Regions from separate parts of the Mus musculus genome. Here regions 2, 3 and 4 are each linked to region 1. Evidence: chromatin contacts called from public Hi-C, HiChIP or PLAC-seq and promoter capture Hi-C data. All regions are on one chromosome and are shown on one strand. Each heading gives the region's core, a stretch centred on a gene start, on an enhancer-like site or on the middle of the called end of the contact. The rest is flanking DNA. Distances are from core to core; before and after follow the strand shown. Region 1 holds the start of Tpra1 (transmembrane protein, adipocyte asscociated 1). Region 2 holds the start of Lsm3 (LSM3 homolog, U6 small nuclear RNA and mRNA degradation associated). Region 3 holds the start of Chchd4 (coiled-coil-helix-coiled-coil-helix domain containing 4). Region 4 holds the start of 1810044D09Rik (RIKEN cDNA 1810044D09 gene).

The links. A called contact is a pair of places that touch in the nucleus more often than the background predicts. HiChIP or PLAC-seq counts read pairs in DNA pulled down with a chosen protein or histone mark. Capture Hi-C pulls out chosen DNA fragments and counts their contacts.
Region 2: a contact with region 1 is called in a promoter capture Hi-C map of liver, with 4 times the contacts expected there. The contact joins the promoter of Lsm3 here to the promoter of Tpra1 in region 1. A contact is called at or near these places in 3 of 39 promoter capture datasets (liver and pre-B cells), 1 of 484 Hi-C or Micro-C datasets (B cells), 2 of 115 datasets of contacts at active chromatin or transcription factors (astrocytes and thymic regulatory T cells) and 2 of 9 other capture datasets (adipose tissue and liver).
Region 3: a contact with region 1 is called in a Hi-C map of B cells, with 6 read pairs. The contact joins the promoter of Chchd4 here to the promoter of Tpra1 in region 1. A contact is called at or near these places in 2 of 39 promoter capture datasets (embryonic stem cells and liver), 1 of 484 Hi-C or Micro-C datasets (B cells), 2 of 115 datasets of contacts at active chromatin or transcription factors (astrocytes and embryonic forebrain) and 3 of 9 other capture datasets (adipose tissue, embryonic stem cells and liver).
Region 4: a contact with region 1 is called in an H3K27ac HiChIP or PLAC-seq map of thymic regulatory T cells, with 8 times the contacts expected there. The contact joins the promoter of 1810044D09Rik here to the promoter of Tpra1 in region 1. A contact is called at or near these places in 3 of 39 promoter capture datasets (the 3T3-L1 cell line, liver and neutrophils) and 1 of 115 datasets of contacts at active chromatin or transcription factors (thymic regulatory T cells).

The regions. Positions count from the first base shown.
Region 1 is chr6:88,897,816-88,905,448 of GRCm38.p6, reverse strand. Tpra1 (transmembrane protein, adipocyte asscociated 1) reads right to left here and starts at 3,198. Exons shown (of 12, transcript NM_011906.2): 1 at 2,919-3,198. Mcm2 (minichromosome maintenance complex component 2) reads left to right here and starts at 6,669. Exons shown (of 16, transcript NM_008564.2): 1 at 6,669-6,804. The coding sequence starts at 6,799.
Region 2 is chr6:91,511,518-91,519,150 of GRCm38.p6, reverse strand. It overlaps Lsm3 (LSM3 homolog, U6 small nuclear RNA and mRNA degradation associated), which reads right to left and starts at 3,116. Exons shown (of 4, transcript NM_026309.2): 1 at 3,073-3,116; 2 at 1,993-2,103. The coding sequence starts at 3,093. Xpc (xeroderma pigmentosum, complementation group C) reads left to right here and starts at 3,263. Exons shown (of 16, transcript NM_009531.2): 1 at 3,263-3,445. The coding sequence starts at 3,352.
Region 3 is chr6:91,469,172-91,476,804 of GRCm38.p6, reverse strand. Chchd4 (coiled-coil-helix-coiled-coil-helix domain containing 4) reads left to right here and starts at 3,382. Exons shown (of 3, transcript NM_133928.2): 1 at 3,382-3,489. The coding sequence starts at 3,468. Tmem43 (transmembrane protein 43) reads right to left here and starts at 3,098. Exons shown (of 12, transcript NM_028766.3): 1 at 2,907-3,098. The coding sequence starts at 2,918.
Region 4 is chr6:91,436,018-91,443,650 of GRCm38.p6, reverse strand. It overlaps 1810044D09Rik (RIKEN cDNA 1810044D09 gene), which reads right to left and starts at 2,664. Exons shown (of 2, transcript NR_038153.1): 1 at 2,493-2,664; 2 at 1,896-2,209. 4930471M09Rik (RIKEN cDNA 4930471M09 gene) reads left to right here and starts at 2,797. Exons shown (of 3, transcript NR_045980.1): 1 at 2,797-3,290.

The sequences.
Region 1 (7,633 bases), core at 1,949-4,448:
CAGCAGCAGGATGGAGAAGGTGGGATAGGGCCAGGCAGCCAATGGGCACACTTTCCCCGGGGGCACTCCGAACTTCGGCTCTGTCCACAGACTTAGATGGGATTAGCTCCATACAGCACAAATGTCAGGAAATGCGAGCATTTTCAAATCCAGCCAACCAGAAAGTCCCAGCACCCTGCTGAGGTCAGCAGGCCAAGTGTGACTCTGGGCTGGGGCCTTGGAGAGAAAGCTCACAAAGAGCAAAGTCACAAGGTGGATGCAGAGAGAAACACTGGACTCCTAGTAACCCCGGACTCTGCCACATACGACACCCATCCTTCCCAGTCATGAGACGGCCAGGTCCCCTTCACTACCAGGGTGTTTGAGTCTGACTTCTCAATTTTCCAAATAGATCAGATGTTTACTTGTCTTGCATTGCTGGACACTGGATCTATGCTAGGCAAGCACTGGACAATGAGCAGTGAGACTTGCGTCATCACTTTTGAGACAGGGTCTCCCTAGGCTGCCCATGTTGCCCAGCCTTGAACCTGTGATTCTCCTGTCCCAGCTTCCTAATAGCTAGGGTGGCAACAGGCTTGTGTCCCCAGGCCTGGTTCCCATCTCCTGTAGGTTATGGAATTGGCAAGCCAGGCTAGGATGGCATTCCTGGCCCTGCCTCCTGCTTGCTGTGACCTTTGATGAGTGAGTCACTTCCCTTCTGAGAGTCACAGGGACAATCACAGCAAGATTCTATGACAGTCAAAAAAGGCGAGCTGTGAAAATGTCTACCAAAGGGCTGGAGAGATGATGGCTCAGCGGTTAAGAGCACTGGCTGCCTTTCCAGAGGTCCTGAGTTCAATTCCCAGAAACCACAAGTGTCTCACAACCATCTGTTATAAGATCTGATGCTCTCTTCGGACATGCAGGTGAACATGCAGACAGAACACTCACATACATGAGAGAGAGAACGAGAACACAGGCAACAGGTTGAAGGAATGAACACAGGGTGAGGTGTGAGCTGCCACCTGTGACACTTCCCTGTAGGATTGGGAACCCATCCCTAGGAGTCACAATGTTCACAGATGTGGCGACCCATAGTTCAGCTGTCCCCTCCAGAGCCCAACATCATAGCCACTTCTACACCTAGCAATAGCTCAAGGTACTCCTTTCTACCTGAGCAAGTGGACAAACTCCCAACCTGAAATACCCCTACTCCAGCAGTACTGGGGCTGGGAGGAGGTCAAGTTCACTGCACTGCCATGACTGTGCTACTGAAATAACTGAAGTAATGGTAACAAACACATTAGACACTCTTCCAGTGCACAGCCTCCATGCCCTGTGCTTCCTTCCTAGGTACACTGGACAAGCACCATCAGGACCCCAATCAAAGGAGGAGCAGGCATGGCCCAGGGGATCCACAGACCCCACCCTCTATCCTAGGGCCCAGGGCTTCTCCCCCAGATCTTCTGGCCTTGGGCACATGCAATGATAGAGAAGTGAAAGGAGCTGGCCCACCAGGGAAAAGAGGAAGGAGAGGGGGCAGACTGGGACAAAGAAGAGCTATGACATCTTGAAGGAGCAACAGAGCATCATGGAGGAGCCCAGGCCTCTGGAGACCGGGGGAACTGAGGTAAGGTTTCTTCCACCCGTGAACCTGAAAGGGCAGCTCTGACCTCAGCGCATTCTCCAGAGGCCAGGCTCCTGCCCACGACTCAAGCCTCGCCTTCCTCCTACCCTCTGTGGCTAGCTTGTTGGGCCTAGGTGGGACCTGTTCGGACACCCCAGACACCTCCCCAAGGGCCTTCTCTCCCTGCCCTGGGAGAGGTTGAGAGAGCTTGTCTTTCCCATCTGTGCAATGGGATTGCCCAAACCTTCTGAGTTCTTTTATGGGATTCCTACCCAGTAGAAGGTAGCAGTGCAAGCAGCCCCCCAAAGTTCTCTCCCTTCCCTCCTAGGCTGCTAAGCCTCTAAATCTAGCTGCAGAGCAGCATAGGAAATCCCCAGAGGATAGAGGCTAAGTTCCATGCCTCTCTGAATCTGTCAGCCTCAGTGATAGAGGAGAGATTGTGTCCTAAGAGGCCACTGTGGACAACAGGAAGAAGGGATGGTCCAGGTGACCTGCCCTCTGCCTCCTGACAATCCTTCTTGCCCTTCTTTAGCCACCAACTTATATCTCCCCTACCTCAGGGGCCTTTGTGTTTGCTTACCCGCAGCTTGATCCCATCATTTGACTCATTACCTCCCCCTCTAAGTGGACTTTATCTAGCCCACCTGGCTGTTGTTCTTTCAATGATTGTTTTTAAAGATAGGGTCTCATTGGGCCCAGGCTAGCCTCCAACTCTGCAAAAAGCCAAGGCAGGTCTTGAACTTCTGATTTCCCCCCTGCCTCCACCTCCCGATTCCTCCACCACCACCCAGTTCTTTGGTGTGCTGTTTATAGAACTGGGACTCCATCGGCAGCAGGTGTATTTACATGCTTGTGTGTCTTGTCTGTCCTAGGTCTTGTGACCCAACCCTCTAGAACAGGTAAGATCTCAAAAAAATGCTATGACGCGCACACATTTCCAGCACAATGCAACCAGGCTGGACAAGGATTGGGGGTGTCTGGACCCCAGACCCCACCACCCCCTCCTCGCTACGGAGCTAAGTGGAGTTGCCCTTCCTTCCGCAAGGCCAGGAAGGCAGAGGCAGAGCATGGGCTGGTCTTTCCGGCTGCCGCTGAGCTCTGGCTGCACCCGGAGCGGCGGGTGTCCAGCTCCATCCAGGATCCGGTCCTGACCGCTAGGGTCCCCAGAAACTTCTCAAAGGTTGTCTTGCGGCTGTACCCCAAGTGGCACGGGGACAGAAGGAGACGGTAGGCCCGAACCCGAAGAAGGAGCAGGGGCAGGGCCTCCTCGCTAGCTTGGCGGAGCAGGAGATGAGGACTCGGCCGCGCTTACCTGAGAGCAGGGCTGCGCAGGCCGCGGGACTCCGACCCCTGCGAGGTAGCGAGAACCGGGGAGCGTCGCGCAAGAACCGCAGCTGAGATGCTACGTGGATCGGTCAGAGGTGGCCGGACGCCGCCAGCGCGCAGGACTCACGGGACCCGCGGACTTCCCCGGTCCTCCCCTGGCAGCGGCGACTCTCAGGCGCCTTGGCTAGTGTTTTTCGTCTAAGCAAAACTGTGAAAACAGTCACAACCCCTGTTTGTGGCACTCATCCCCGCCCCCTCGGCCTCCAGCAGCCTATCGTAACGGGATTCCACCCACAGGAGTGGAACAGACCAATAAAATTCCTCAGATGGGCGAGGCGGCCCGCGGAGCTCTTAAAGGGACTGCAGTCGAAGCAAAGCAAAGTGTGGGTGACGGAAACTTCAAAGGGGAGAATTTTTTTTCTGCACAGCTTACCCCTAAAGCGTTTCGGGAAGCGTACTGAGCACGCTGTGCCTTTGCCCCGCATCTTTCTGCGGACAGCTCCAGTCCTCCGACCGGGTCGCCCTATGTCTTTGAGGATGGCGCCTAAGGGACCGGCGCCCCATAAATACTGACCTCTGGTCACCTGGACTAGGAAGGAGGGAAGGAAGGGCATCCCTTCCTCGGACGCCCTGTGCTTGCCCACTTCAAAGGGATCTGGCGTTTACAGGGCTCCAGTCCTGGTCTCAGTCACCCTGAAGGCTGGGTGCTATTAGTGGCGTTTTGCAGAAGAAACCTGAAGGGGTTAAGGGAATAAGTCCAAAGCCATCCAGCTAGGAAGTGGCCAGACCAGATCTCTTGCTTAAGCAGGTGCCTTCCAGAGGGACAGTCTTTCCTGTCTGTCGCCTTCCCTCCCTGTGGGACACCCCCAGGGCAACTTGGAGGCCTCATCTCAGGTCATCTGCTTACCTGTGCACCTTTGGCCGGCCACAGGATCTGCCCTATAGGCCATGTATTTTCAAACTTGTGGCTGCCCTTGGGCTTCTCTGCATGCAACCTCGGGCCTGTCTTCTCACATTCTCTCTTCACAGAGAGCTTCCTGGGCTCTCCCTCAAGAGTAGGTATTGACTTGCCTACCCCTTCCTCAGGCATTGGGGGGGGGGGCAGTGTGTCTCAGCAACACCTTAGAGGTGCCTCAGTGCTGGTTAAAGATGTAGGCACCTGTTTATTATAGGATCCCAGGACTGCCCCGTCCTGGTCACACAGGGGCTGGAATGACTCTGGGCCTCTTTGTGATTGGTCCGAGACTTAGCATCCCTGAGACTTCCAGGTTAGTCCCATTTGTCCATTTTGGTCTTAGTCACAGAAGCTGGCTGTGCCTGCCTGCGCCTACAAGGTCTGTAACAGCCACCCTGAAAACCATCAAGAGCTCCCAACTTCCTGCCAAGAGAATACAGTGCCCTGTTTAGGAATAATAGCAAAATACATGTCCTAGGCCCTCCTTGACCTCCAGGTGTCAAAAAGGCCACAGGAATTGAACTCAGGGCTTCTAACCATGCTCATAACCACTAAGCCTTTTCTCCAGCACCTGTCCCCAAACCCCACTGTCAATCACAAGGGCCTAGGGACTAAGCAAACGGGGTGTGGTGGGATGATATGTTTGTAATCCCAGTGCTCTTGAGGCTGAGACAGAAATATTGTCTCACACACCTTTAATCCCAGCACTTGGGAGGCAGAGGCAGGCGAATTTCTGAGTTCGAGGCCAGCCTGGTCTACAGAGTGAGTTCCAGGACAGCCAGGGCTACACAGAGAAACCCTGTCTCTGAAATAAATAAATAAATAAATAAATAAATAAAAATAAAAATAAAGAACTATCGTCTCAAGTTTGAGGCTAGCCAGGGCTATGTCTCAGAAGAACAGTAACAGTATGTCACTCTGCACTTGACCCTCTGGAATTCGGGGCTCCATGTGTGATGTCTGGGAGATTTTTACGGCATTTGCTGAGTGATGGAGGTCATCGAATGCCTCTTTCCCTCTGGCAGCAGAGGCAGTTGCTCCTCCATCACTGTGGCCTCTGCATACAGGACAGTGTGGCATCCAGGAAGTCACATGAATGGGGATCGGTCAGGTAGTGTTCCTGGCTTGCACCAGTGCAGGGTATGGACAGCTGTGCCCATCTTGGGAACCTAAAGCATGTTTGGGACACTGGGACCCTCCCTATGTCAATCTCACTCGCTGTTCTGATCTTTCAAAATTACAAACCACACCTCTTTCTATCCCATTACAGTAAAGGGATTACCCACCTGCAGGGTCCTTCCAGGCCTGTGGTGACTCTACCCCTCTCCGTTGTCACCAGGTCTAGCAAGGCCCAGGCTACTTGGACTCTTCACAGAATGTGGCTCTGGTTTATCTTGTCCATGACACCCTGCTAGTAAGGATGGGTAAGCATGGAATGGCAGACCAGTAATGAGAGATTCTATAAAGGAGGAAGATAAGTTGTTTTTTGTTTTTTTTTTTTTTAAGAATTGGGTGCTTGTCATATCATTGGAACTTGTAGGGGCCTAGGGGCTTATGGTGGACACAGTCAGCTTTTCAAAGAACATATCCTATTATGGTGGCATAATATGCTTTCTATTTTTTATTTATTTATTTTTGAGTCTCTGGCATATAGATGCAGTACCTTCCTGCATCGATAGCAGCTCTGGGTACCACAGTGGCATCCAGCAGACAAGAGGGTGTGGATTCCTGTCTCAGAGGTCATACTAGCCCATCTCCCTAAGATACCCTTTAGCACCTTGGGGTATCTCTTGTACTATAAAGCCTGCAGATCCCCCTTTCTGAGCGTCCTTCCTGATTTCCTCTCTGCCCTACACTAGGTTCTGTGTGGGATTATTGATGCTGTGCATACAGCAGAAGTCACATCCTGCCCAGTAGCTGAGAACCAGATGCCTAAGACTGTAGGAACAGTAGCAGGCCTCTCACTGGAAGCACTCAGCCTGTCTCTGCCCACCTCGTCAGGTGGTAGCTACTGATTCATCCTACACCTCGATTTAACAGATCCCTCAGGTGACCTCATGTCAGGACAGAGCTCCAACTCCTAGACAGACTGCTAATCTGCAGTCTGAACTCTCCCACCTTTCCTGGGCATTACAAGCTTTGAACCAAGGGAGTGGTAATCCCTATATACTCCCAGCCTTCGCTGTACTGCATCACGCACCAGGCCCTTTTCACCTGGAACATCCTCCCCATACCTTTGCCAACTGCAGCCAAGTACAATTGATTCCCACTTTGATAAAAGCCCACAGCAGCCTGGGTGCTTGAAGGATTGAACCTCAGTGCTTTGGGAGAGGTTGATGCCAAATCAGGAAGAAATCAGAAAACAAGCTGGGCAGTGGTGGCCCACGCCCTTAATCCCAGCACTTGGGAGGCTGAGGCAGGCAGATTTCTGAGTTCGAGGCCAGCCTGGTCTACAGAGTGAGTTCCAGGACAGCTAGGGCTACACAGAGAAACCCCAGCCTCGAAAAACCAAAAAAAAAAAAAAAAAAGAAATCAGGAAACAGTCTCAGTTGCAACAAGTGGCCATACCGACACTTAGATACCTAGGTCACACTCTAGAAGGCCGGATTGGTCCTCAGAGCCACTAGTGACCCAAAGTCCCGCTTCCTTGCCTTAGCGTGGTAAACGCTGAAGGGTTAAGCCTAGGTGTGCAGGAGGCGAGGGCTCAGCCTTTTGAAAGCTGTGGGCGGGGAGCGGGGCGGGGCTTTCTGGTGTGGGCGTGCCCAAACATTCTAGCCCTCCTTCCGCTCTAGATTGACGAGGACGTAGTGACGTCTGAGTCCTCCCGGCGCTTCCCGGGCATGGGCGGGTCACGTGGTCTAGTTTTCGCGCGAAAACCGGTGGCAGCTGGTGCGGTGGAGCTAGCGCAGACATGGCGGTGAGGAATGGGCTGATCCCGGGCGGGCGGTATTCAGCGATCTCGGCTAGCTTGGCCGGTATCTTCCTCTAGTGGCAGGCTTGAGTGCGGGGCTACCTGCACCAGTCTGGGACGGGTCGTCTCTGCTCTCCTCATGTGTCTCTAGGCCCCGGGTTTACACGCACTTATGGTGGTGAGGCTGCAGGAAATGGAACCCAGAGCCCCGCGCATGTAGGGAAAGCCGGCTACCACGTAGCTGCGTGCATCCCTTCTCTCTTGAGAGTCTCATAGCTGGGCCGGGGAGGCGTATGCCTTTAATCCCAGCACTAGGGGGTTACAGGCAAGCGGGTCTTTGAGTTTTACAGAGTGAGTTCCAGGGCAGCCAAACTGCACAGAGAAACCCTTCCTCAAAAAGAAAGAAAGTAGAAAGGGTCCCACTAAGTAACCCAGGCTGGGGTTGAACTCGCTCTGTAGTGCGGGTTAGCCTTGAACTTGGCGATCATCAGGCTTCAGCCTCTAGGTATTTTGGATTTCATGCCTGTGACATCAGGCCCGGCTTTCCTACTCTGTTTTGTTTTTTTTTTTTTTTTTTTTTTTGGTTTTTTGGTTTTTTGGTTTTTTGGTTTTTTTTTTTTTTTTGGTTTTTTCGAGACAGGGTTTCTCTGTATAGCCCTGGCTATCCTGGAACTCACTTTGTAGACCAGGCTGGCCTCGAACTCGGAAATCTACCTGCCTCTGCCTCCCAAGTGCTGGGATTAAAGGCGTGCACCACCACTGCCTGGCTCGGCTTCCCTACTCTTACTGTTAGCGTTTTCATTAAAGGTTAAAGATCTGTTCTTTCCACCATTCA
Region 2 (7,633 bases), core at 1,867-4,366, 2.6 Mb before region 1:
GTGCAGCAAAATTTGACCCATTTTTGTGGACATGGGTATGTGTGTGGTGTACATGTGTACTACATGTTTACATGTGTGTGGATGCCAGAGGTTGAAGCTGAATGCCTTCCTCAGTTGCTCCCCACATAATGTGTTAAGATGGTGCCTCTCGGTCGAACATAAGAGCTTGCTGACTGTCTAGCTAGCCAGCTTGCTTTGGTGTTTCCACAGGTGCTGGGGAGCTAAACTCTAGTCCTTACACTTTACCCACCAACCATCTGTCCCACCTCCACTTTGCCCATTTATAACTTATCCAGAATTTAACGTGCTTTGGCATCTGTGGGCTCAATCAGGAAGGATTTCAACCGCAGTGTTCAGTGCAATCTCCAAAGTTCATTCCTTTTACTAAACAGCAAACCTCCTGGGGCTTGTTCAGAACCCACTGCATGTTCTTCTAACAAAGTGCTAAGCGCTTTTGCCTGCTCATATCAAGATTAAAAATAGCCTAACAGCCACACTGGGAAGGAACTGCTTGGCAGCTACACAAATGAGCAACTCATCTGGAGAGCAGGGAGGAAACAGAAAGCTGGGCCGTTACTGCAGAGGTAAGAGCTGCAGACAACTCCAAGTTAGAGGCCACAGTCTGGCCTGGGGATCATTCCGTGCACCAGAGTGCCATGCAATTTAGCATCATCCCACATTTCTCACCAAACTGACACTGCTGTTCCCACAAGGCCAGCTTGTAGATCAATTCTTTATCCTTGGGTTTCATGAAAGAACATGAATTTCTAAGACTGAGACTGAAGTGGGATGGCCTGGTCCCCTACAGTGGCTCTGTCACTGTCAGTAGAGGGTTGTTTCTAATTTCTAAGCCTGAACTAAAAGACTTATTTCAATTCCTGTTGTAAACAAACAGCCCTGAGGGAAGTAACAAGAGGAGACAAAACCTTAAGTACACAATGATGGGACCAATTCCTCAGACATATAAATGTGCACAAGCAATATCTGTGAAAGTACCCATTGCAGCTTTATAGCTGGGGGGGGGGGGGGAGACTGAAGTCTGACACAGAATCCTGTATCCTGTGGCGTTGTGTCAGCTGTGTAATTATTCCACACAAAAAACATGTGAAAAAAGTGTGTACATATGAGACAAGGTTTCACTATGTAGGCCAGACTGGCCTCAAATATATGATCGTCCTGCCTTGGTCCTCTAAGTACTGGAACCATGGCACATGCCTCCGTTCCTCACTAGGCTCCCCTTCAGACACAGGTGGCATATACACATGCAGACGACTATGCAGCCAACTTTGAACAGTGGTCAGACATAGAGAAAAATGGAACTTCGCCTTTAATTTTACCCATTTCTATGAAGTTGTTTTTGTTTTTGTTTTTTTTTTTTTGGGTAGTGCTAGGGTAGGGGCTTTGCCGCATGCTAGGCAAACTATCTCTAGCCTGCTATTTAATTCTTTTCATGACAAAACAGAGCTTTATATGTCAAAAGCTAAAATACCCTATCCAATAACTTTAAAAAATCCAGGACAATGCCAAGAATGAAGAGCATGTCTGTAATCCCAGCTCTCAGGAGAGAGGCAGAGGGAGCTGGAGTTTGAAGCTAGCCAGGTTTTCTAGTATGACCTTGTCTAAACCCAAGAGAACAAACAAGTTTATTCATAAATAAGCAGAAGACAAAACTGAAGGAAACGAAAGTGTTCTCTATGGTTGGAGAGATGCTCAAGCTAAGAGCACTGGATTCCTGAACAGGACCTGAGCGTATCAGGCAGCTCACAACAGTCTGTAACTCTAGCTCCAGGGGATCAGATGCCTTGTTCTGTCTCACCGGAGTCCCACCCCTCTCTAAAAAACCATTCTGGTTAAGGAAAACATATTTTAAAAGTGAATAGAAGGATTTTCCAATTCCCAAAAGAAATTCAAAAAAGTAAGTTTACACTGCAGTTCTAATTTGTAAGGAGGTAGGATGCAGCCTCTGGCTCTGAGATGTTTTAACAGACTTACGTGTAGTCTGCCTCGAAGCTCTCGGTCATTTCTCATTTTCACATAAATTCGCTCATCCAGGCTGAGCCTGATCAGATCCAGGGGCTCCTCTACGGTATTGGTGGTCTGTTGCTGAGGAAAGGCAAAGGCTTACTCATAGGATACAGAGGCCGGGTGGTGTTTCAATCACTGGTCAGCTGAGAGAGCAGCATGTGGGTGCTAGTACACAACCAGGGTTGTCTCCAAGATCAGCAAGCGCTCTTATCTGCCAAGCCACCTCTCCAGCCCCAATAAATCCCCATTAAGGAACTTACACTCTAGTTGTGGAAGAAACACTTTAAATAAATACATATTTAAAACAACATGCTCTGGAGAGAAACACAGTAGGGTAGCACGTACGTACGTACATACGTGTGTGTGTGTGTGTGTGTGTGTGTGTGTGCAGGGGCTATACATATTTAAAACAACATGCTCTGGAGAGAAACACAGTAGGGTAGCACGTACGTACGTGTGTGTGTGTGTGTGTGTGTGTGTGTGTGTGTGTGTGTGCAGGGGCTGTGTGTGCATGTGAGGGTGTGAAAGACATTTTGGTGGCCAAGGTACACCAGCTACCTAAGAAATAGGGAAGGGTAGGTGCAGAGGCCCGTAGGCCCTTCTGTTGGCCTGTGTACCAGATCTTTGCTTGTTTTCTTCATACTCCATCTCTAGCAGTTTCTCCATCTCCTAGAACTGCACCTTTCCTCTGACCTCCCCTCGTAATTCACTCCAAGGGAACCACTGCCTGTGCCCCCCGTGTTCACTCGGATTGCTAAACTGGTGTCCTGCTACGACCTCCCGCTTTCTGTCGGAATCCCGACAGCTAGCTCCCAGAGATGGGCATCTCCAGCCGCCTGCATTCATTCTACAGAGAAAGGGCGACGACGAGCGCGATGGGTAGACGGGCGGGTTGAGAAACTCTGGGCCTACGGAGGTTTCAGGAGCAGGCCCGGCTACGGAAGGCCGTGGTGACTCGGAAAAAAAGAAAAGGGCCATCCCACGGGAAGCGTGGAAAAAGCGAGAAGCGAAAGCATTTCCTCTTCGAACGCCTCAGGTCAAACTTACCTGATCTACGTCGTCCGCCATGTTTCAAACGCTGCGCCCTTTCCACCTCTCGCGGGAACAGGAACTCAGAAACCTTAGGCCGCCACGCACTGAAGGCGAACTATATTATTTTTGTCCCTTCGCGCCCTCGTAGTTTGCATGGGGGCGGGGCTTCCTTCGAGGGCGTGGTCCTACCCTGGGCTGGGGGCGCGGCCAGGCGTGGCCCGCCTCCGGGCGGGGCGGGCACGCGGAGACCTGCGGCGTCCTGCGCGGTAGTCCCGAGGAACGCCTCTGGCTAGCATGGCCCCAAAGCGCACCGCAGACGGAAGGCGGCGGAAGCGGGGCCAGAAAACCGAGGACAACAAAGTAGCCCGGCACGAGGAGAGCGTTGCGGGTGAGAGGCCGAGTCTGCAACATGCCAGGCAGTGGTGGCTGAGGCTGGTGCGGGCGGCGGAGCGGATCTGCGCCTGTGGCAAGGTCTCCACGGCCGGGTGCGCGGCGTCCCCGAGGGCCTCTGCTATCAGCCTTAAACCCCTCTGTTAACCATTAGAGCCAAGTTCAGCCTCTAAGCAAGTGTTGAAGGCTGAGCAGCAGAAAGCTTCGCAGTTACCAGGTGTCTCAAGGAGACCCCAAAACCAAGACGGAGGGAGACTCTAGTGCGTGCGAGATCTCTCTCCAAATTCCCGACTGCCATCCAGTGTAACTCCAGAGTTTAGGATGTGCTTTGTTGTTGTTGCTTTGTTTTTCCGGACAAGGTTTCTCTGTGTAGCCCTGGCTGTTCTGGATCTTACTTTGTAGACCGGGTTGGCCTCAAACTCAAGAGATCCACCTGTCTCTGCCTCCCTAGAGCTAGGATTAACCCGTGTCTGCCACTGCGCCCTGGCTAGAATGCGCTTCTTACCTAGATCTTGAACAAAGCAAAACTTCCATCTTCCCTCTTAAACAAATCCATCCTCCAGTTGTTCCATTTCAATAAATCACACCTTTTCTTAACTGCCAGTTCGGCAGCAAGTCCAGTCAGCTTCGGAACCAATGAAATCTGTACCTAATTCTCTTTAATTTTATAGCTGGAGATCCTGTCCACAATTGAGTAAGTGAACTTCACGTTGCTTCTTTTCTGGCTTCCTCTCATCTGTCTGCCTCAGGTCATCATCTAGCAGCCAAACGGATGTAGAACAACAAAACCTCATGCCTCTGTCTTCTTATCTAAAACCCCCTCAGACTTGCGCTCTGCAAGTATAGCATCTTCCTCACTTAGCTGGTTTCCTACAGGATTTAGAGGCTGTCACAATTCTGTCTCCTTTCCAAATATTCTTGTTTTGATTTTTTCCTGTTTATTTTAAACAGCAGGCTGGCCTAGAAATCTGGATCTTTCCGTTTCAGATATTCTTATTTTGATTTTTTTTTTTCCTGTTTATTTAAACAGCTGGCTGGTCTAGAAGTCTGACTTCCGGTCTAATCCTCCTGATCACAGGGATTGCAGATGCCTGGTTCTTTAGTGACCTGCTTTCTGCTCTTTAGATATGCTGTATATTTATCTGGAGGCTGGCCTTTGGTGTTTCTTTGGCTTAGAATGTTCATCATGGATATTTGATGGGGCTAATTTCTTCTCTGCTTCAGGTCTAAGACACTCACTCCATGATCATCATAAAGTAGTCATTCCTGGGAACCAACTACCACAGAATCCCAGTTACTGCCCTGTCAACCTCTTATTCTTCAGTGATCTTCTTATCTGATTGTCTGAGGAAAAAAATGTAACCTTCATAAAACCAAGTCTCATTTCCCTCAATATCCTGTTTTGTTCTTCCTCTTTTTTTTTCTTTCCCTGAAAAAAAATTCTACTTTATTATCTTTTATTTTATGGGTATGGGTGTTTGCCTGCATGCATGTCAGTGCACCATGTGTGAGTTGTGCCTGCAGAGGCTAGATGAGGTGTTGGGTCCCCCAGAACTGGATTTGGGAGCTGCAGTGTGGGTGCTGGGAATTGAACCTGGGTTCTCTTGAAGAGGCAGCAAGTGCTCAGGTGTAAAATGCATGCTGCGAGAGAAGGGAGAACTAGACCTTTTAAAGTAACTAGGTAGAAAGCGGGACTAGTTCAGTGACCCTCACCCCACCCACCCTGTGCCGCCCACTGCCCTGGAATCTGATTACATAGAGGTCATAGCTTCACTGTCCACTAGGAGATGCTGATATTTGCTAAGCTTCAGAGGAGCGGGCTTACTCCATGCTTAAGAAGCTTCAGCTTATTCACTGGCTCATTGCTTCTTGAGTGTCTGCTAGGAGGTTAGGTAGCTTCTACACAGCGGATTTGAAGAGCACCCCTGTGCATGCAAAGGAAGATGAGGCTTGGCACTTTTTGTCCTTGGCTGGCAACAAAGAACATCATACTCACCTTGCTGCTGAGTGGGCGGCTCCTCTTCATTTTTTACCCCCCTCTGTATTATCTTCATTGGGAAATTTATTAGTTTCTCTATTATTTATTCAGGGATTCCCAGCCACTGCCCAAAGTCCTGGGAATATACTAGTAAATGAAGCAGGCAGAGTTCCTGCTGGTAGGATGCTGAGATTCTTGGGGAAGGCAAGTCAGGTGAACATGACAAGATTTTAAAAAGAGAGAATGAAAAGCAAATTCACATGGTGGGGAGTAAATCTGGTTGCTCTAATCAGACTGCCACCAGTATGAGGAAGAAGCTGTCAGTACCGGGTATTATAACCAGTTACTATGTTAATTTTGAGCTCTTCATAAGGAGTTCGGTGGCATGGGGTTGGGGTAGGTAAGTATTCCTATGCAGAGAAAACAGGATGCTGAAAGACTCGTGGCTAGACTCAGAATGAAGAGGTGAGTGCTGGGACTTGAGGTGACCGAAGGGCAAGGACCTCAGCCTGGAGATCATGCTAAGGAATTTGAATTCATCCTAAGGGTCTTGGGAGAAGGTGCTTGCCCTTAAGTCTCAGTAGCTGAATGACCAAGCCACAGTGGTAATTCTGGAACTGTTGAAGTGACATTGAGTTCAAGGAGACTGGTTAGGTATGTTAGATAGCTCTCAGGTTTGGAAACTTATCTGGATATTGTTTGAGAGGCTTCCTTCCCCCGTTGTGTCCTGCAGAAAATAAACACAGCAAAGAATACTGAAAAGCCACCTGTTTCTGTCTTCTAGTGATTACTGCTGCAGAATGATGGTCGATTTCCTTGCTGTGTATTCCATACTCAGCAAAAACAACACTTCATGTTCATATCATGTCATGATTCTTTATTTTAATAATGATTTAATTAAATCAGGCATGGAGGTGCACCCTTAATCCCAGCACTGAGAAGGCAGAGGCAGGTGGATCTCTATGAATTCACGGACAGCCTGGTCTCCATAGTGAGTGCCAGGCCAGTCAGGGCTACACAGGAAGACTCTGCATTAATAACAACACAATGTTATATGTCATAGGGTGATTTAATCATTTCATAGCAGGCTATTCAGGGTTGTTTGGTTTGGCTTGGCGTAGTTTATTTTTTTGAGACAGAATCTTTGCTTTGTAGCCCAGGCTGGCCTATAACTTTTGGGAATCATTTTTCCTCACTCTCCTAGTGCTTGACTCACAGGTGAATACCACCAGGCTCCCCTGGGTATTCAGAGTTTTGATACTTTAAGTGTGCCGGATAGTTTTATATCAAATTGACACAAGCTAAAGTCATGGGAGAGGAGGGAAACTCAATTAAGTGTCTGCATAAGATCCAGTCGTAGGCAGACTTATAAGTCATTTTCGTAATTAGTGATAGATGTGGGAGGGCCCAGAATTATGGGTGGGGTTATCCCTGGGCTAGTGGTCCTGACATCTACAGGACTGAGCAAAACATGGGGAGCAACCCTGTAAACAGCACCCCTCCATGGCTTTTGCATCAGCTCCTGCCTCCAGGTTCCTGCCTTCAGGTTCCTGCCTCCAGGTTCCTTGAGTGGTGAACAATGCTGTGGAAATATAAGGCAAACAAACCCTTTCCTCCCCAAGTTGCTTTGGTCATAGTGTTTTGTCGCAGCAGTAGAAACCCTAAGGATAATAAGTATAATGTAATTCTTTTCCGTTACATCCTCCACCTTTTCAAACACAGAACCAAACTCTGTGCCTTTCAAATGACAAATTTGCTACTGCTTAGGACACTATTTTCTCAGTGTTTTGTTTGCCATTGTATCTAAATGTTTAAAACCTGGAAATTGCTGAGGCAGGAGAATCACCACAAGTTCTAGACCCTGTCTTTGAAATTAAAAAAAAAAAAAAAGAAAGAAAACAAAACAAGAATTAGTGTTTTATCTAGCATAAAAACAAATGTTTGTCTCATGTGAATTTTAGTTTAATTAAATTACTGTTTCATTTAAATCTAACCAAAGAGTCTTTGCCTCCCCCACAAACAAAACTATATTTTCTGAGAAGATAAATACGTACCCAAACAGTCAGCAAGACAAACAGTGAACGATAGAAATGGGTTGATTTAATAATTCAGCACTCCCTTTTGGAGTCTTCGCCAACCCCCACCCTGTTTTCAGGACAGGGCTTCTCTGTGTAGCCCTAGCTGTTTGAAACTCTCTCTTACAAGTCT
Region 3 (7,633 bases), core at 2,133-4,632, 2.6 Mb before region 1:
GCTGTGGAAGGCTGGAGAGACAGAGCAGATGGGCATGCCCGGGCAGCTTTCCATAGGCCACAAGCCACAGGTCAGTGGAGCAGGCTTCACCCAACTCGGTACTGTCTGAAGTATGTCTAGTGTTCATCACCAAGAACAGAGACTAAGCCTGAATCCTGGCTCTGCCATCCACTAGCTGTGGGCCTTCCATTTCCTCATGGGTAAAGTGGGGGTGAAAATCCCAAGCTTGGGGTGGTGGCTCAGTGCTGGGGCCTCATAGGCACCTGTGGGAGTTACAGCTAATAGGAACATTATCAGATTTCTCCATAACTGAAACTAGAGCTGCCACCCAGACTGTGGGTGTGGATGAAAGTCACAGAGATACAAAGTGGTCACCTGGCAGGTACCTCAGAGAGCCAGGCCCCTTCCTGCCCAGTATCCAAGGATGGATTTGAGACAGAATCCTTGAGCATATCAAATGCCACTTCTTCTGGCTGCTCTCCACTGTTGGCTCAGGCCTGCTGAGGACACCCACTGTATCCAGAACAATACCATATAAAACTCAGTTGAGACAACTGTTGCAGACAAGAAGACAATCTCAGCCAGCAGGATGCCCACAATAGCATATTCATTTGTTACAGGCCAACCATGGGCTGGCTCAACGGTAAAGAGACTACTAATACCCATTTCACAGATGAAGAATTCGAGACTCTGCTTAGGTTATCTGCCTGGATCAATAACTTGTAAGTACTGAGTAGATGTTCAACTCAGGCAGGCCCCTCTACCCTAGACTGTCTTCTTCATCACTTAGCTGAAATTGAAGCTGAAGAATGGAAAAAAAAAAGTCCTGTGTTCCTGCTGGCTCCCCTTAAGGCCAGGAAGGAAGGGAGGCCAGGAAGATGTTCCTCCAGCTGGGAGAGAGGTGAGGTGGGAAATAGCATCTATATGTATATACCTGTGTATATGTACACTTATGTATCCTAAGTAACACATTCCACTTCCAGCATACTGGGCTGAGAATCAATAAATGATGAATCAATGGGTGGGAACATACTGGGCCTGGATATTGGCACACCAGGGTTGGAATCCTAGCTCTGTTGCTTTGGAACCTGGCAACATGTGCTCCACCTCTCTGGTCCTGACTCCTCACTTGCTGGTGATAATACCTACCTGACAGGAAAGTTGTTATACTGAACTCAGGAGCTTTTGTTCCACTCACTGTCTTAAGATTTTTCTTGCTTACCCTGCCTGGTGACTCAGCTACAGTATGGATGCTTTGGTATTGTCTCTAGGCATGACACAGCCATGGTCATATTGAGACCCAAATAGCTTAGATGAACCCCTCACATGATCAGGCATGTTCCCTGGAAGAGTGGACGAGGATCTTTATACCATCACCTGAGATTCTAGCCTCTCACCTCCTCCTATGTCACACCCCCAGCAGTGTACAGTACTGCTAGAGGATACAGGAGACAGGGGGCTAACAGAAGGGACGGCACACACCTCCATCAGTCACCCAAGATAACCTCTTTGGTTCACCAAGATGGAGTTGGTCTATGGCTATCCTGCTGACATTAATAAAAGCTCAAGTCTTCCCAGGAAAGTAATATAACAATAAATGGACAAAGACATCTGAAGATATCCCATTGTGTCTATGTTTGTTAGTGTGAGAATCCAAGATGGTCTCTGCCTACCAAGACTGTGTGGGCTAGCCTCTAAGAGTAACTTTTTCAAGGATTAAGTACCTCCCATGTACCAGGCTCTGTGCCCAGCAACCTTCCTCAAATTTCAAAGTAACTGATCCCATGAGAGAGTAAACCCAAAGGAGTTAGAGTAGAAGAATCTGGATTTGCCTCCGGGCTTGTCTCCAAAGTCTGCCCTCATCAGCACCTTCCCAGGCTGGGGATGTAGCATGCCAAGCTGGCTACGAGCCCCCAAGCAGGTGTCTTCTTCTGGGGAACGGTGAGATATGACGCTGATGAGATGGATCAGAAGGGGTCTGCCTGCTCTTGCCAGGCTGGCCTGCTGGTTGCCTTCTCCTCTGGCTCCAGTGCAGCATTCCTAACCTTTGGTTCTCTTCCCCTGCCAGGGCCAGACAATATGCCAAACAGATATTGCTTGCACAGTGGGTGAAACAAACTCCGGCCTCCCAGGAGGTGAAGTCTGCCGGACTGAGGAGGGGCCTGGGAAGAGGGTGTAACAGGCCCAAGGAGGGCTGTAGTGACACTCTACCAAGGAGGGAGTAAGGGTGTGCCTGGGGCTGGCAGTGCTCCTGAGATGGCTTCAGAGGCGCTTTCACCAGAGGCACTGGTGACTCACCGGCTTCTCCCACACCCAGTCCCCTAGTAGGTGGTGTTGCTCCGTTTGTTGAATGAATGTTAAGATTCACTAGGAAAATTCTTAAGGACTAGTTGCAGTAGGAAGAGGCCAGAGGTCTGGGTGAACTATCCTCAGCTAGGGGCTCTAACCAAATCAGTGCACCAGGAACCCGGCAGCAGAGAAAAGTCTCCCTCTCCACGTCATCCAGCCAGGCTAGTCCAGCTACAGTAGCATCACACAGCCTTTGAGTACACACCCCCTAGGGAGCGAAGACCAAAGAAGCATTTGCTGGACAGTTCCACCTGGGCAGGATCACCTCATCAGTCTGCTCACCAATAGACACTTTCCCCGTGGTCCTTCAGTTCCCCAAGTTCCCCAAGTTTCGTATCCCCAGGGGCCCAGAGAGAAACTAGGAGTGGAAGAAGCAGCCGTGCACGAGCGGACTCGACTAATTGCTGAGGCCCACAAACGCGCAGCCCGAGATGGAGAAGCTCAGAGAGCTGAGGGCAGCTGCACCCACTGGGGTAGCACCCCTGTAAGACCCAGCGCGGATCCAGGGAAAAAGCGGCCCGGATGATGGTGTCACCCGGGCATCAGGAAGCACTTACGTTCGCTGCCATGGTGGGCTTGGTTCGCTGCCGCCGTCTTGCTCTATTCCGCTAGGAATTGGGCTGACGACCGGAACGCAGAATACGGTGACCTCCTGTCTGCCACAGAGCTGCAAGACTTCTCGTGGAATCCAGGACCTGGCGGGACGCAGGACAAAAGTTACCGCCCTGCCTAAGCCTCAAGTTGTCTGCGCGTGCGCATCTTAAGGGCTGCTGGGAAATGTAGTCCGACGTCTGACACGTTCGCCACAAAATTACAAACCACTGTATTTCACTGGTGCGCGTGCGCGCTGCAAGATTTCTGGGAAATGTAGTATCGGTCTAGTTGGAGAGGCGCAAGGGCTGCTGGTCAGTGTAGTTTTCGACTGAGAAGCGGTTCTGGTGCTTAGGACGCGCGGAGGCAGGCGCGCGGCGGGCAGGCCTGGAGGGGGCGGGTCTGTGCGGGCCTCAGTGCCACCCGCCAGGCCTGAGAAGCGGCGAGGGAGGTCACGGCGAGAAGGTGTATCCGCTCCAGCCGCGCCCGCTGCCTCTGCGAGCTGCAGAGGACTGTCGGGAACAACCATGTCCTACTGCCGGCAGGAAGGTGAGTCGGGCGCTGCCATGGAGACCGGCCGGGACGGGCCTGCGAGAGACACGCGATCAAGTGGTCTCCACCGAGCGGCTGTGGGCCCTTTAGTGGGCCTCACGCGGCGGTTTCCAGACGAGAGAGGCAGAGGCTCCGTGAGGAACGAGGCCGGTCCAAGGTCAAGGTGAAGCCCGAACCCGGGCCTCGGAGGGCCTCACGTGGGCCTGGCCAGTGTGGAGCACGTTGTCTCTGGCTGGGAATCGGGGACTGTTAGGAATTAGACACCGTCGCTCCTAGCACTCCCCACGTGGTTCTATCCCGCCCAGGCTTTTTAGCTATCCCGAAAAATTACCGCTTGGGCTAGAGTGGGCGTGCTGAAGTGCATCTGGCAGGAGCATTTAGTGAGCGCCTTCTGTGTACTAGGCACGCTTTTAAACTTAACGTAGCCATTTTTATATGTCGGGTTCCCTTACTGTCCACGTCTTATCAAACGGAAAATTAAGACAGGTTACTCGATCCAGGAACCCACATCAGGTCACGAAACCGGGACCCGCTATGAAAGAGCTTCCTTTCTTCCGTCATTTCTAGCCACGTTGAGGACCACTCACTACCTGTTGTTACCTGTAAGCAGCAACCCAGAAGAATCCAGACCAATCTGTTGCTCTAAGGTCTCCCAGCACTGACTGGCTTCTTATGTCTGAGCTGCCAAACCCGCCAGGCCCTAGTTTCCACTCCTGTAAATTGAGAGATCAGGCGTCATTTACTCTGGTATTCACGAAGCACGTGCCCAAGGCAGGAAAGAGTTGGAGGGCTCTTGAGAATACAAAGCTACAGAGAGACTTGGTTCACCCAGAATTCTCAGCTCCTTTACTCTTAAGTCTAGAGAACATGAGGTACAAAGGAGGAAGTGATCCACCCAAGGCCATACATCCAGTTAGAAGGCCCCAGTCCGCTGTAGAACCCCCTCCTTCCCAGCATCATCATTGGTGCCTCTCCCGAGGACTGTTTCTGTTGGTTAGCACTTGGTGTTCCGCATACGAAAGTCCTTGACCCAGCACTGTTAGGCGGATTCCTAGGATGACTTTTGTTTCCTCCAACCTAGTTGGTAGGTTGATGACGAGTCTTTGAGTTAAGGAGGCTATGCAGATAAACATTTCTACCCCTCTTGATGGATTTACAGACCTCGGGTTTTTCAGGAAGGAGGATGGGTCCATCAGCTGCTAATGCAACATAGAGCCCGTCTTCTTCCTGGTTCAAAAGGTGTGTGTGTATGTGTTTAGTGGTTCTCCGTTTTTGAGACAGTCTCAGTATGTGCCCCTAACTCAAATTCTTCTCTTCGTCCCAAATTCTGGAATTAAAAACACATGCCGCTACCTACAGTCTCTGTGAGTTCAAGGCCAGTGTAAAATAAATTGCATGTTCCAGGCCTGCCAGAGCTACATAGTGAGATCCTGTCCAAAAACAAACCAAAAAATAGTATGTAAGGACTTAGGAGACCATGCGGTGTTATTCTTCCAGTCTCATGTTCTTCCTCCTGCTCCTCAGCTCTTCTGGCTGTGCCCTTTGTCAGGTGCTTTCTTCCTCCAGCTCTCTGAATTGCTAACTTATCCTTTAAGAACCAGCCCAAAGCCGGGCGTGGTGGCACATGCCTTTAATCCCTCACTTGGAAAGCAGAGGTGTGTGGAGTCCTCTGAGTTCTAGGACAGCCAGAGCTATTTTACAGGGAAAACCCTGTCTCAGGAAAAAAAAAAAAAAAAAAAAAAAAAAAAAAAAAAAAAAAAACAAGAGAAATGGGCAGGAGACATGGCTCAGTGGTTAAAAGCACTGACTGCTCTTCCAAAGGTCCTGAGTTCAATTCCCAGCAACCGCATGGTGGCTCACAACCATCTATAATAGAATCTGATGCCCTCTTCTGGTGTGTCTGAAGACAGCTACAATGTACTCATATAAATAAATAAATCTTTTTAAAAGAGAAAGAAAACAAGCAAAAAACCCAGCTTCAATGCCACCAGGTCTTCCCTGATACTTTGTGTCTCTATAAACACACTGAAATTATCTCCCACCAAGCTGAGAGATGGCAGAAGGCCTAGTATACTGTGGGTGTTCAGGATTTAATAGAGTGACCCCAGGCTCATGCCTATCCACCATTCTAATTAGGCAAATGGTTGCCTGGACAGTTATGTCAACAGTCCATACATCTAGTCAGTCTCCAGGTTAAAGACCTCATTGACATTAAGAGAGTCCCACCGTGTGGATGAAGCCTCAGTCTGGCCTTGTGCTCTTGGTGTTTCTGTCAATTCCACACATGGTTCCTTACTTTCCTCCTAATAATAAACAGCCTGCCTCTTTCTGTTCATTCAGCAAACTTTTTTTATTGCAGTGTGATGTGCACTGAGTGAGGTGGCACTTTGGATCTTTACAGAACAAGAAGAAGTTGGCATTAAAGCACTCCGGGATGGATGGGTAGTTACAGACAGCAGGAACTGTGCTGAGACACTGAGGTTCTGCAGGGGTTGCCAGGGCTTGGAAGACCATTTCAGATGCTCTTTCCTCAAACCCTTCCCAGTCTTCAGACCAGGAGAGAATGAACACTGGCTTCTTAGAGCCACCTTTTGCCTCAGGTTTCACTTGGTCTTGAGTTCCTAATCTTTCCTCTACCTCTTTTAGGACTTGTGCGGGCTACTGTGCCTCCTTTATTTAGTGCAGGGATCAAACTTGGACTTTTGTGAGCATGCTCAGCCAGCATACTACAGACTGGGTGATGGCCCCAGTCCTTTTAAACTATCCTATCCCCGGATGGACTCCCAACCCTGGGATTTCCCACCCCACCCTCCACCCCCACTTTCTGTAGACATTCCCTACCCTAGTCAGTTCTTCTCCACTTGATACATGTAAGCTCTGACTTGCTTCCCCCTCAAGTCCTGATACAAGCAGAAAGTATTGAAAGTGTATGGGTATAATAGTTATTTTCCTTTTAAAAAAGGTTTAATTTTTGCATATAAATGTTTTGCCTGACTGTATATAGGTGCATCAATTGTGTGTCTGGTGTCTGGGGTGGTTACAAGAGGACATGGGATCCCATAGAACTGCTCTCAATCACTGAGCCTTGTCTCTAGCCCGATCCTAAACTTTCATGTTTCTATTTGGAGTCAGGTTCTCACTGTCTAGTCTTGTCTAGACTAAAACTCATCATTGTAGACCAGATTGTCCTTGAATTCACAGAGACCCACCTACCCAGCTTCAGATATCAAACTCTTAATCCTTACCACCTGAATTTGGGTCCTAGCACCCATGCCAAGAGCTGCACTCTTACACACAGCATTTCCATAAATCACATAAATAAAAAAAATTAAAAACAAAAGCCCTTACTTCAAGCCTGTTGTGGTGGTTCACACCCAAAATCCTATCAACACAAGAGGCCAAGGCAAGATCATAATTTTATGCCAGCCTGGGTTACATAGGAAACCCTGTCTCAACAAGTAAATCAGCATTGATTTTGTATCCCTTCTTGCATCTGCTCTTATTTTTAATTTTACCATGCTGGAGATGGAACCTAGGGCACATACTAGCCCAGAGTCACACCCCACCCCCTGGCATGTACTTTTAAACATTCCAGAAAGCAGAGGTCTAGTAGGACCAGGCTAGCGGTGCACAGTATTTTTAAAGGGACACACTTAGGATCCTTCAAAGCACAGGTCACACCCTTGCTCTGGCCTTACTATTTGCTTAAGTTTGTTTCTTAGCACCTGTGGGCTTCTGGTTCCCTTTTAAGAAAGGAGATTAGAGGAGAGCTGCCCCTGCATGGGTGTGAGGGCTAGCAACTCACAGATGTAAAGGAGTCCTAACCTGCTTCCTCCCAGTCTGTCTGGGTGTCAGTGTTCAGGAGCCAAGGAGCCATGTGGGTAAGCCAGAGGGTCTGTGCTTTACTGGGTGAGGTCTGGCCTCTGCATATATCACCTACTGGCCCAGGTATTTCAGAAACTTGTCCAGGTTTGTCCCCTTCCGTTTGGGTGTGTGCTCAGCCCAGGTCACAACTGTCATGGCTGAGCTGAGAGCTTCAAGTCTGCCCATTTTGCTTAGCACTCAGCAGTTATGCAAATTGCTTTTGGGGGTTCTGGAAACTGGCCAGAATCTCCGGGGTCACTAGGTACTCTAAGGTGAC
Region 4 (7,633 bases), core at 1,415-3,914, 2.5 Mb before region 1:
CAATTTGGTGGAGCCTTGCTGTTTCTTTTGAATCATGCTGCTCCTACTGATTCGTGTTTGGTGTTTGCTATTGAACTGAACTGCTGACAATGAAGAGTGGAATCTCCCCCAATGAACAACTTCTAAACAGATCCACAACACTCTTCCTATTAACCTTCTTTTCCCCTACTGTTGGTCGGTGGGTTAGAAGAGAGATTGAAGCATTTAAGAACCCTAAATAAAGTAGGTTTTGAAAAAAATCTAAACCTACAATCACCACCAGATAACTCCAGGTCAGGCTAGCCTGCTTTTGTCAAGGCTGAGTTCATAAGAATGAGAATTGCAAGGCCCCAGTAGCAGATCTGTGGGATTCCTCTGTAATGCAACCAACTGCCATCCTGTCTACAAAGTAGAATGCATGTGCATGAGTCCTGGGAACTAATGTAGCATAAAGCTTGGGAAAGACTCATCTGGACACTGGAATACTTGTGTTTTCTCTCCTAATGCTGCCCCCTCTGACCATCTGCTTCTCGCGTCTCTTGTTTTTGCTCCATTTTGGGTCCTTCCATCAACCTGGTCATACCAGGACCCCATGGCTAGAACCAACAGCTGCAGTATCTCACAGTGATCAAGAGATGGGTGTTTGAAGCTGATGCCCCACTGATGGTGGCTGGGTGAGGCTGGAAGGGGCTGAGGAATGGAGTGGAGCTGAGAATGGCTTCATGCAGGTGATGATCTCTGATGAGCAGAATCTATAGGGCCCATGTTTTACCTTCCAGGACCTGGTGCTGAGCAGGGAATGAATAAATGAACACAAACTGGGTGAATGAACTGTGAACACACATCTCCTCAGCAGAATGGAGGGGCCCCCACCCAGTCTGAGGCATAGAAACCGAGCCACACAGGGGAAATGTACAGACTCCTCCTAAGAGTCTCTGTAACTTTTATGCTCACACTTGCCTACACTTGTGTTGGGGGAGAAGTGAGGTGGTATGTGTGACTGTGGATTCGACTACAGGGCCTGGCTTATGGGAGGCAAAGCTCTACCACTGGGCTGTATCATTAGCTCTTGAGGGTTTGGGTTTTGTTTGTTTTGAGAAAGCGTCTCACTCTAGCCCAGGCTACATGAAAACTTGTGTCCTTTCTGTCTGTCGGTTCCCAGGGCCTCCTGATGGTCTGCATCACTGACCCCCAGGCTGTGAGGATTGAGAGATGCCCAGGAACTTTAGAAACACACATACCTGACTGTGTCCGATATAATGGTATTTTCCAGGGGTGTCCATTCACATCTCGACATCGTGATTGACAGTATGTACAGATGTGTTGGATAATACTCATAGCTCCTGTTATGCCTGTGGGCCCTGAGTTACAGGCTATATACAACTACTTAGGGTGATATTTCACATGGTGATTGTCAAATGGCAGAACTAGTAAAAGTAGGCCTACTTGTTAAAGTAAGTGACTTGTATGGGTATGTTTTGATCATGGTCCCTTCCTTCTCTCTGCTTTCTGTCCACCTTAAGACAAGTCACTCTGCTCACCAGCCACCACGATGGTTTGCCTCATCACAGGACCAGCCATAAGGGAGCTGGAGCCCTTGGACAGAAACCTGAAGCATGAGTCCAGGTGTGATTGTGGGGATTTTGGGAAGAGGGATAGTGGATGTACATCCAGAGGCAGTGAGGTCCCAGATGCCTCCTCTGTAGTGAGGGGGTCAAGCAGAAGAGCTCTCGAACCTGACAGATTTGTGAGCTGTCCTTGCTCAGCAGTCATGAGCACATCTCTGTGCCAAGAACTGAAGGGATAGCTGGAGCCCTCAGGCCACAGGGACTCAGGACACATGTGACTCCTGACAGTTGACCACTAACGTGGTCTGGCAGCCGCATCATTCCCCAGAAAATGAGTGTAGACAAACATCATCCAAACAGTAGTTTAATGTCCCAGGACCTTCCTGACCCTTTCAGCTGCTTCCTGAGATGAACAGGAATCACAGGGTAGAGGAGACACAGCACACTTCACGGGATACCAAAGACAGAGGAGAGAGGTGTGGATAGTCAACCCATGTGAACTCAAGTTGGTCTGGTGTCCCCTGGGTCTGCTCCCTCCCATGCAAGACAGGGAGCCTATGCGTGTGAAGGAGAAACAGCTGCGGCAGCGGGCGATCGCGGCGATCAGGGAGGCACATTCCCGCAGTGACTGACAGTTTTCTGTTTAGCACAGTCCCTGCGCACTGTAAGAAAGCGGAAGAGATGAGGGATCTGAGGATAGCCTCGGGATTAGTAACAAGCAGCAACCACTAGACCTGGCAGTGGATATGTGAACCCCATCACGTGCTACTGATAAGGAAACTAAACAACACCTGGAGTCAAGCCTCCCGCATCAGGAGGAAGACGAACTCGGGGGTGGGGGTGGGGTGCGGCGGGGAGGAGGCTATTTCTGAAGCCTATGAGAGCTGTTTCTGCCATGGCAGAAATATGCCTGCTCGCTTTCCCTTTCCATTTGATACTTAGTACCATGATGTTCCTTGGAAGTTATTTTTCACACATGTTCATCTATTGGGCAGTGTTCCTTTTCCAGATCTCAGGCAGAAGTCAGTGAAACATCTCAGCGTAAAGAGCCGCGGGAGCAGTCAGCACCGAAGGAGGAAGGGTCGGAAGACGGTTCTCAGGGACCAAGGCAAGGAAAGCGGCTCAAACTGATGACGCTACTGGCCAGCGCCTCAGGATGACGTCATGTAACCGCGCCGTCGCCGCTACTGCACTGGAGGCTCCGCCCAGCTTCTCCATTGCTAGCGCTTCAGTCTAGCAGGAAGGTCCCGTGCAGCTACCTTGGCATTCTAGCTGTCGGTTCATATTCGGGTGGAACTGGCCGTTTGAACACTCTTGAGAACTGTATTCTCATATCCGTAGCCCATCACTTGACTTCTAGGTATTCATTTTTTGAGTCTTTGTATATTCTAGACATTAACCCTGTCCTGTTCAGCTAGCAAGGTACTGCACGGTCCAAACTCGCCCTCCCGGGCGACCAGCTCATAATGACCTCCCGCCCTCAGTCTTATCGCTCATTTTTTTGTGGGGTGAGTGAGCAGGCCCCGTAGCACTAACTCCTGGAACCAGAGTATGTGGAACCACATGAGAGTGAGCTCGAAAACTGTAAAACAGTTGGTTTTACATCTATGATACATCTTTTAGTATGTTTAAGAGCTAATCCCATCCATTTGTAATTTTGATTGTAAACTTTGGATAAGATTTTTTCCAGAAGAAACACTGACATTTGCTTTGTGATTGAGTGAGTGTTCGCTGAGAGAACAGGTATTCAGCACGAACTCCTTTTTTTTTTTTAATCAAACATTTAATATCCTTTAAAATTCTTCAAGATATATCAACAGCCTATTTTATGTATAAAGATAAAGGAGGAAAGCAATGTATGTAATTAATGTGAAATTAAGACAACTTTCCTGAATATATATATACTATCTCAAATCAATAATAAAGATGAGTACTGCTTTTTTGCCTGTTAAGGAAAGTCATCTTATTGAAAAAACAAACAGCTGAAACGAAGTTTTCTCATGACACAAATGGACTAATTATACAGGTCTCAAAAATGTTTTAAAAAGTACCCTAAGAAGAAAATTTTCTCATTGGACTACACAGAAGCCATCATCTGTGGTGGGGGTGTATATGGAGGGATGTGTGGCAGCTGTTAGGGCTGGCAGCCTCTCCTGAAAACATCTAGAGATTTAATCTGACTCCTTTCATAACTTGCCCAGGACTGTGCCACGCCTGAAGGAATATAAACTCCTGTACAGCACTTGTTAAGTCATGGACTCAGTGTGGGTGTCCATCATTGGATGAATGGCAAAACAGCACAAACACACAGACCTAACTCCCCAGGGCACACACCCAACCATTCTCTCAGTCTGATTCTAGTATCCTGTCCCTCATATCTATTCTCTAAGACTGATCCCTAGTTTAAGTCAATTGAGGTCTGTTTTATGGTAGTGGTGCCTCTCCTATCTGGTGAGACTCCTGGTACCTCCCGTGAGTTTGCAGTAGACTCAAAGGTCCTCTCCCTATGCATGACAGGAGCCCCCCACCCCATCCATCCTCACATGCAGATTTGGTTTATAGGTGTTATTGGTTGTGTTTCCCATGATTTCCAAATTGTGAATTGTGCAGCTTCCAAACTGCAAGTCAGATCTAAATGTGAACTTAAAAGAAGTCAAAAATAAATTTGGAAAAAGGGGCTGGGTGTGGAGGTCAGTGGTGTAGTGTTTGTCTAGTGCATAGCGAAGCCCTGGATTCTATTCCTGAAAATAAAAGGGACAAAGAAGGAACTGGGGAGGAAGAAATGGAACCAAGTCACCAACCTTGTGGTCTGCAGCAAAAACAAGGTCCACATGTAGATTTGTAACACTAGCTGTGTACCCCGGAAAGAAGAAAGATCTGGTGCCAGTAATTTAAACTTCCTCCTGAGAATATTAGAAATCAAACAGTAAAGTAATAGAAAGAAACCGAGGAAAATCATTTAAAAACTGGAAACAGAATTTCAACAGCGAAAAAATGGGAATCAATTTTAGGTTCCTAAAAGGACAACACATCAAAATGCTGCGAGAGGGATTACCACTGTTGATAACATGACTTTCTAGGAATATGCTTAGAATGCTTCCAAGACTGCTAATAATGGGCCAGCACTGGCTGACCCTTACAGTATTTTATATGTAAACAATAAAAATGCATGTATTCCTTCAAAAATAGCATTTGTTCCAATGTATTGTCTTTTTGTATAGACTAGGACATTTCCTTAAAATACTGAGTGTACAAACTCTAATATTTAAACTGGAAAAAAGTGCGTTCTTTTAGAAAGTTTTGGGAGAAAATTGTCTTAGCTGTTTATTTCTATATTGTTAAGAATTTTCTACTTAATGATTAGATGGCAAATGCAAATAAATAATTAGTACCTATTAAACAGTCATAAGTCAAGTAATATCAGAGGATTCTGTTGGGCAATGTGGAACATAAGATATACATATATATCTTAGTCATAATGTTTTAACAAAAAGTGGCAGTGGGGCAGTATTATTCTCTGGAAGACTTTCAATGAAACTGTATTGATTTTTCTTTTAGAATAGTTAAAGAAAGCATTTGTAAATTAACTGCATTGTATTTTTGCTCTCTTTGTAAACTTTTAATTAAAAGTTAATTGTTAAAGGCTTAGATGAAGCTGATCAATTCCTTCAGGCACTAAAACTACCAGAGGAGAAATAGAGAGTATAATGGAATTATATCACTGGGAAAATTGAATGAATGAATAATGTGAAAAAAAAAACAACCAAAACAACCTATCACCAAATGGCTTCTCTAATGAATTTTACCAAACATTTAAAGAAGCAGCACTGTCAGTGTGTTACCAACTTTTTCAGAAGATAAAGGCAGAGAGAAGCCCTGCTCATTTTGAGAAGGAATCACCCTGACAGTGAAACCAGAGAAGACTCCAAACCTTGAGCAAGTGTGAGTCACTCCAGGTGTTTAAACCAGCTGGAAGGTGAAAATCGACTAATAGAGTCCATCTCAGAAGCTCAAGGAAGAGACATAGAATTGTTATCAACTGATGCCGAAACAGCATTTGGTAAAATCCAGGACCAATTTGTGAGAAAACAAGCAATAGAGGAACACTACCCCAGCCTGCCAAAGAACACTTAGGAAACTCCGGAGAGCCAATGCCACGGTAAACAAGTAGAAGCCCAGGGCCTTCGCTGAAGGAAGGTCATGGATGTGGTGAGTTGTCCCTCCTTACAGGCCAAGCTCCTCCTACTCAGCGCCAAGCTGGAATCTTGTCTAGTGCAATAACTAATTTTCTTTCATTTTCCCTTCCTTCCTTCCTTCCTTCCTTCCTTCCTTCCTTCCTTCCTTCCTTCCTTCTTTCCTTCCTTCCTTCCTTTCCTCCCTCCCTCCCTCCCTCCCTTTCGACCTCTCTCCCTCCCTCCCTCCCTCCCTCCCTCCCTCCCTCCCTCCCTCCCTCCCTCCCTTCCTTCCATTAGTTTTTCTAAACATGCCACAACACAATTGTGGAAATCAATTGTGTAAGACAAGTTGTAAGAATCCAATCTTTCCTTCTAGTCTCTCTCTTGGGATCAAGCCCAGGTCATCACGCTTTACCTGCTGGGCCATCTCATTGGCCCTATAACATTAAATGGGAGAAATACTGAAAAGAAATGAAAGGAATGTTGGTGGGAAAGGAAGAGATAAAACTGCCCATTTGCAAGTACCTTTTTCAGAAGGAGAGCTCCAGATGGTTAATAACCCTTCTCCCACTTATAGCCAATCGAAAAACAAGACTGTCATATCGAGGCCGACAGAGAAGAGCCAACTGCTTCTCCACTTCAGTAGAACACTGAGATTGGAGACACAAACTGAAAAGCATCTTTATCAGCACAAAGACACATTTTGGTCCCGCTCAGAGAAACATGTGCACAGCATCAGACTGAAGACATAGGCAACACTGATGGGAAGACATGGAAAGAAGTTCAAGTTCCTCTGACATCACTTCTCTGACTTGGTCATTCCAAAGTCCACCCAGAATGCAAAAGAACCCCTGCAGTCAGGCTCAGTGCCGGGGAAGAGTCCAGGCTAAATCTTCCTGGGTTCCACCCTCACTGCAGTCTACAGTAACTACCAACACCGTGTTTTGAAGAGAGAACAAGCAAGCAGAACAGAACAGAGAGCTCAGAAAGTGACCTGTACCCAGCCAGGGCTGGTCTTTGCTAAAAGAGCAGAAACAACCAAAGGAGAAGGGAGTTTTTCAGATTTCAGAACTGGAAGAATCAACATTCTTACCTAAAAAAAAAAAAATGAATGTAGATGCGCTGACCTGCAAACTTTCACAAAAACTAATGATAAATTTAACATTCGAAGGCCTGAATGTCAAAAACTACAAGATTTCTAAAATGATGACATGAGGGAAAATCTAGGTGGCCTTGGCTTCACAAGGGGATTGTATATTCAACCACAAAATCACAATCTCAACAGAAAAAAAAAAAACCCCTACATTACACTGCATTAAAATGTAAAAGTTCCTGAGTGATACTTTGAATCACAGCAGACAGGGAGAGACCATTTGCAAACAATGTGTACGATAATGTATTTGTATCCAAATACAAAGAACCCTTAACACTCAACAAGAAGAAAACAAGAGAAATAGCAGATGAAAAATCTGGATACACCCCTAGCCAAAGAAGTTACCAGAAGGCGCATGGCACACGGAAAACTCTGAGTATGGATGACCACAGTGACACACAGCATTTCTGGGTGCTCTGGGTCACCTGGGATGTTGTTCTGAAGCTATTGTTAATACTGTTTGAAAGGACCAAGAGTTCTACATGGACACGGACACACACACTGAAGGTCAGAAATGCTAGATCCCAACATGGCCTCCTCCAGCCCTAACATTTGATGCATATTGTCAGCACAGCTCTTTGTTTTGGTTAACTTTCTCCATGCTTTACATGTTTAATGTTCTTGTTTGTGGAAGAAGCTGGAACCCCATGAGTTTCCACAGGCAGACAATTTCTTTGAGGGGACTGATAAACTGCTTTTTGTCTTTTATAAAAGGCTCTGAAATGTCAGCTGCTTAAGACTGCTGAACTATACTGTGT